Regions from separate parts of the Delphinus delphis genome. Here region 2 is linked to region 1. Evidence: chromatin contacts called from public Hi-C data. All regions are on one chromosome and are shown on one strand. Each heading gives the region's core, a stretch centred on a gene start, on an enhancer-like site or on the middle of the called end of the contact. The rest is flanking DNA. Distances are from core to core; before and after follow the strand shown. Region 1 holds the start of RABAC1 (Rab acceptor 1). Region 2 holds the start of GSK3A (glycogen synthase kinase 3 alpha).

What was found. Hi-C and Micro-C count contacts between places; a contact is called where the count stands out from the background.
Region 2: a Hi-C map of lung shows a contact between it and region 1, with 5 times the contacts expected there. The contact joins the promoter of GSK3A here to the promoter of RABAC1 in region 1. A contact is called at or near these places in 2 of 3 Hi-C or Micro-C datasets (lung and muscle).

The regions. Positions count from the first base shown.
Region 1 is chr20:11,548,537-11,551,307 of mDelDel1.2, forward strand. RABAC1 (Rab acceptor 1) reads right to left here and starts at 1,391. Exons shown (of 5, transcript XM_059999118.1): 1 at 1,224-1,391; 2 at 719-931; 3 at 307-404. The coding sequence starts at 1,279.
Region 2 is chr20:11,774,783-11,777,553 of mDelDel1.2, forward strand. It overlaps GSK3A (glycogen synthase kinase 3 alpha), which reads right to left and starts at 1,390. Exons shown (of 11, transcript XM_060000305.1): 1 at 626-1,390. The coding sequence starts at 908.

The DNA.
Region 1 (2,771 bases), core at 141-2,640:
TGTGGGTACCTGCAGCTGATGCCTTTGGCAGGAGGTAAGGGAGGAGGGAGAGGAAAGGAGGAGGTTTAAGGGACAGGAGCAGGTGGAGGTGGGTTCTGGGATATCTTCTGGGCTTGGGGAATAGCAACTTGGGGGGCTGAGAGTGGGTGGAAGCATCCGGTGTGTCTGAGACTTTAAGGGATTGAGTTTGGGGGATCTAGTGTAGATCTACGCTTGGGCAGACTTGGGTTCACAAGGACTTAGGTTTGGAGTCAAAGGCTTGCATTCCAAGAGACCAGGATTTGAGGAGGGCAGGGGATTTCTCACCCATCAGCACAAACTTGGACTGCAACGTGCGCAGATAGAGGATGTAACAGGCGCCAAAGAAGACAGCCAGAGCCACCAGCAGCATGGGGGATGTCGCCCTGGAAGAGGGCAGGGAGGCATGCGTCAGGCAGCTGGGACTGGGCCCGACACGGAGGCCCTGACCTTCTACACTGGCGGATGACAGGCTACGTCCTTGGGGCTGGGGAAGTCTAGGTCACATTTGGTCACACTGAATCCTGGCCAGGCTCATGCGGGAGTAGGGACCTGGCCCTTCGGTCAAAAGGTCCGGCAGAACTACCCCATGGGGACGGGGCCTGGTCAGTGAGAGGAGGGGCCGAATGCTGAGGGCGGGGCCGGCCAGTGCGGGCCGGGCAGCATGGTGGGCGCGGGGCTGGGCCGGAGAGGCACTCACACACAGTACAGGATGAGGCCCAGGAACACGAACACATAGTTGCTCTGGTAGTACTCCACGTTGCGTACGAGGCGCTGGCACAGCTCGCCCACGTTGCGGGGCCGCGAGAAGCGCCGCTGGTCCACGAAGGAGCCCCAGGGCCGGATGGTAGCACGGCGCCGCTCCAGCCACTCACGGCCCGCGCCGGACGGAATCAGTTTCGGCAGCAGGGTCCTGGTGGGTGCGGGGCCAGGTCAGCGATAGACCGGGATGGAACCCGGACCCTCGAGCAAGAAGAGGACCGAGGGGGGCCGGACTCCGCGGTTCTGGGGAAGATATGGTCACAGACTCCTGGATCCCCGGGGAGAAAGGGGCTGAGGACCCAGACTCCAGAGTCCTCGAAGAGGACACCAGGGGCCCAGACTCATGTGTCTGGAGGCCGGGATTCCTAGGACCCCAGGGAGGAAGGGGCGGGGGACCAGGACTCCCGGGTCTCGGTCAGGGGGGTTAGATCCAGCTTGCTCACGTGGCGCTCAGCCCTTCCACCTCGGCATCCTTCTGCTGGTCCTTCTCGGCCGCCATGTCTGTGCTATGAGGGAAAGAACCGCTATAACGAACCCAGGGCCCTGCACACTCCGCGGGACCCGCCCGAGCCTGGCCTCACCCAGCGGAGCGGGAGCGAACGTGGCGCCGGTCTCGGGGCGGTAGTTTTGCCGCCGAGCATTGTGGGAGTTGTAGTCCCGATGATGTCGGAGAGAGTGGGCGCCATGATGGTGGTATGGCTCGCGAAACACCTTGGGAGATGTAGTCGCGTAAAGTGACGCCTCTGGGCATTGTGGGAGTTGTAGTTTCAGAAGCAGGACGCGTGGAGTCGGAAAAGGTGGGTCGTCAGGAGTCAGGGCGGTATGCGAGCTCTAAAGTCAGAAGCCGGAGCTCTAAAGGCAGAAAACGTTGTGTACTCCCCCGTGCAGGGTACGATGGAGGCCGTGTAGAGCTGTCATTCTGACTCTAGAAGGTATAAAAGAAAACACTTGCTAAAACACGCAGATGTTCTGACTCAGCAGATCTAGGGTGAGACCATTCATTTGCATTTCTAACAAGTTTCTAGGTGATGTTGATGCTTCTGGTCCATGGCCCACATTTTGAATAGCGAGACTGTAGAGAATTTGTGGGAATCTATTTCTTCCTTCTTCAAGAGGCTAGTGATGGGGCCATGGTTGCTGGAGGGGGGTGCATCTAAGGTAGGGGGCAAAGCTCCCCCCACAACCCTTGGGCTCCCAAGGATGAATGGGTTAGGGTTAGGGACCTAGGGATGCCCCTGCTTTGGATAGGACGGAGGGAAGTGGGGGAAAGGAAAGGGTTGAGTTTTTTTTCATTTTATCATTTTATTTTCTTCTAGTTTTATTGAAGGGGTGAGAATTTTTAAAAGACGGAGTTGCTATAACGAAAAGAGCTGGGATTCTGGGGTCAGAGGTCAAAATTCAGGCTGTGTTGACCTCATCACCTCCCTGAACCTCGGTGTCCTCAAAGGGACAGTGAAGATCCTGGTGGTACTGTTACCAAGTCCAAGCTCTCTCTGCTCGCCGCAGGACAGGCCAATAAATCAGGAGATGAGGTGTTGAGGCAAGGAATAGCGACTTTATTTGGAAAGCCTGCAGACTGAGAAGATGGCGGACTAGTGTCTCTGACTGGGGTCTGGATGCCAGTTTCTTTTATAGAACAGAGAAGGGGAGGAGGTGAGGAAGTGAAGTAAAAAGGCCTTAAGTCTTGCAGATATCTCCTGGAATGGACAGCCTCAGGAAGGGGATGTGTTAATTTCTTCTTTCTTGCAGCCATTCACAGGTGGACAGGGTCAGGATGTTTCCCTGAACAAAGGCACTTTGGTTTAACATTCAAGCAGAGGGGCAGGGTTCCCTATAGACAGTATCCTTTTAGTGAACAAAAGCAAATGAGAAGCAAAGGTTAAAGTAAAAGAAACAGATCCAACCTGTAGTCCGATTTTGTTCATCCCTGTAATTGTACCACACTCATGGGGTTGAGATGGGGTTGAATGGTCCATGTAAAGTGCTTGAAA
Region 2 (2,771 bases), core at 140-2,639, 230 kb after region 1:
AATCTATCCTCAAGAAGCAGCAATCATTAATTTCTACCATTGGGGGTACAATTCTACATATTACGGACAGATAATGATAGTAGACGTCGTCTTTTAAAACAGAAGATGACTATATACCAGGTTTGGAAAGCCCTGGCCCTGTTCTTTGGGGACACAGCAAACCCAAATCGCTGTTTCTAAGTGATATTCACTCCAAATCCCTATGCTCTGAAGGGGAGCACATTCAGATCGCTCCTTCTGGATGGTGATGATATTCTTCTTCTTCTCTTAGGAAACAATAACCCTTGAGCCCCATTTGCAAGCGACAATAACCCCTGATCCCGTTCTCGAATGATTGGCAACATCGGATCCCTGTTTTTAAGGCTCACGGACCCAAGACTTCGGTACTGGAAGAACAGGAACCTGTGACCCCTGTCTCTTAGAGGATTACTAAATCTAATTCTAAACTCCAAGTGATGGTAACCCCCCCAAATCCCTTTCTTTGGGATGGGGGAGAGCTCAGATCCCAGTTTGGGGAGGCACAGTGACCTCGAGCTCCTCTCTAAGCATAAAGAAAAACCTGATCGACGTCTAAGTGACTTCAGGGATCCGATCTCCACCCGCCACGGGCGACGCTAGTACTCACGGCCCAGCTTCACTCCGGGCGGCGGGAAGCTGGTGCCCGCGCCGGGGCCGCCGCTGCCTCCTCCGCCGCTGCCGCTGGGACCACCCCCGGAGCTCGAGGCCCCCACGCCCCCGCCCATGGCTCCGACTGACGTCTTCCCGCCGCCGCTGCCGCCTGGGCCAGAGGCCGAACCCCCGGGGCCGCCACCGCCGCCGCCGCCACCGCCGCCTGGCTCCGCGAATGAGCTGGTCCGCGCCCGGCCCGAGCCCCCAGGGCCGCCCCCCGAAGGCGCGCCACCGCTCATGGCGCCGAGCGCAGGCCCAGGCCGCGGGGCTCGGGCTGCCCGGGTTGCCCCCGCCGCTGCCGCTGCTGCCGCCTCCCCCGGGATCCGGCCTCTTCCAGGCCGCGCCGCTCGGGCTCCGGCTCCGGCTCCGGCCCAGCGCCCGCCGCGCGGCACGCCGGGAGATGCAGTCCGCCGGCTCTGCGCGCCGCCGTCGCCGCTGTCGGCCCTCACAGAGAGCCGCGCGGCACGCCGGGAAATGGAGTCCGCAAAGACCTCAGAGTGGACCGCGGGGTTGATAGGTCGTTCTGCACCTCGGGAAACACAGTGCTGGTCAATAAGTTGGCCGACTGTGCCCACAGCGGACCCTGAAGCACTTTCGGAAGTAGGATCAGAGTCGCACACTCACTCCATTGCGGCAACCGCGCGTCCCTAGGTGTGGCTCAGAAATGTAGTACTCCATCAATGAGCTATGTAGACGTGATGCAATCCGGGAAACGGAGTCCAGTCGCTCACTTAGTATATTGGCTGTATGCCGACCAGCGCCAGGTGCCCTCTGGGAAATTGAGTCGGAGGCCGCGGACCCGCCGCAATCGGGCCGTGAGGCAAGCCGGGAAATGGAGTCATCGCCACGCCCTCACCGCATTGCAGGTGTGAAGCTACTCCCAAAGCACGCCGGGAAATGGAGTCCCATGTGATTCCCTAAGCCCCAAGTGGATACTGCAGTTCCGGAGATAGGCTAGGAAATGGAATAGCATTCCTCCTCCCTCTTTCGCTAGGCCGCAGTCCCCGCTGGAAAATGTAGTCAACACCGAGGCTTCAGAGCAGTTGCTACAGCGAGCCTTCGTGTCTTCTGGGAAATGGAGTTCAAGGCAGCCTTCCCACTGACTTAAGGGGAGGGATCTACCATGATCCTGAAGCATGCTGGGGAATAGTCCAGACCGGATCCCGACCCTTTGTGAGACGAGACTGCAGAGGCTTGCCGGGAAGTGTAGTCTAATAGGTACCTTCGGGAGAGCGTGAGCGAAAGGTGAAAGACAGCAGTCGCCCAGGGGAGACTGAAGAAAGTTTCAACGCCTCCTGCCCCGCCGCCAGGTCCCAAGAAACAGCCGAAGTCTATCAGAGGCTGCTGGAAAATGGAGTGCAAACACTCCAAGTTCTAAGTTTCCACAAATCCGGAAGGAAAACCCTCCCCGCAAACGATTTAGGAAACAAAGTTTCCGGTGGTTTCTCAGGACAATACAGTCTTCGGATACTGTCTAGCTTTTTCTAGCAATGTAGGTTGCACCAGCAGGCTGAGCCGAAGTTTGAAAGAAATGAAAATATAATTTTTCTTGAACCCCCATTAAGCTTATTGCATCCTCACGCTTCCTAAATCACAGGATCCTGAAAGGCCCAAAAGAAGGAAGCCGGCTGCTAGGAGTAGCCTTGGGTTTTGTGCATGCATTATATCGCCCCACTTATCGATTCATACCCGGAAGGACAGTAGCCCCAAAGCGCGCTGGGAAAGAGAGTTCGTGTGTGTGTGTGTTCGTGTGAGAGACAGAGAGAGAGAGAGAGAGAGAGAGAGAGAGAGAGTGTGTGTGTGTGTGTGTGTGTGTGTGTGTGTGTGTGTGAGAGAGAGAGAGAGAGAGAGAGAGAGAGAGAGAGAGAGTGTGTGTGTGTGTGTGTGTGTGTGTGTGTGTGTGTGTGTGTGTGTGTGTGTGTGTGTGTCCCGGAAGTACTTGGAACTAGAATGAAATCACCCTCCGCCCCTCCTGCCTTGTGGAATGATGGGAAATGGAGTCTCTAGACTTCACTTTAATCAGATCCTGTGATCACACTAATTGTCCTCTCCTTTCTGAAGCCTGCAGAAAGTCTCGTCCACTCGGTCTGTAGCTGACCGCA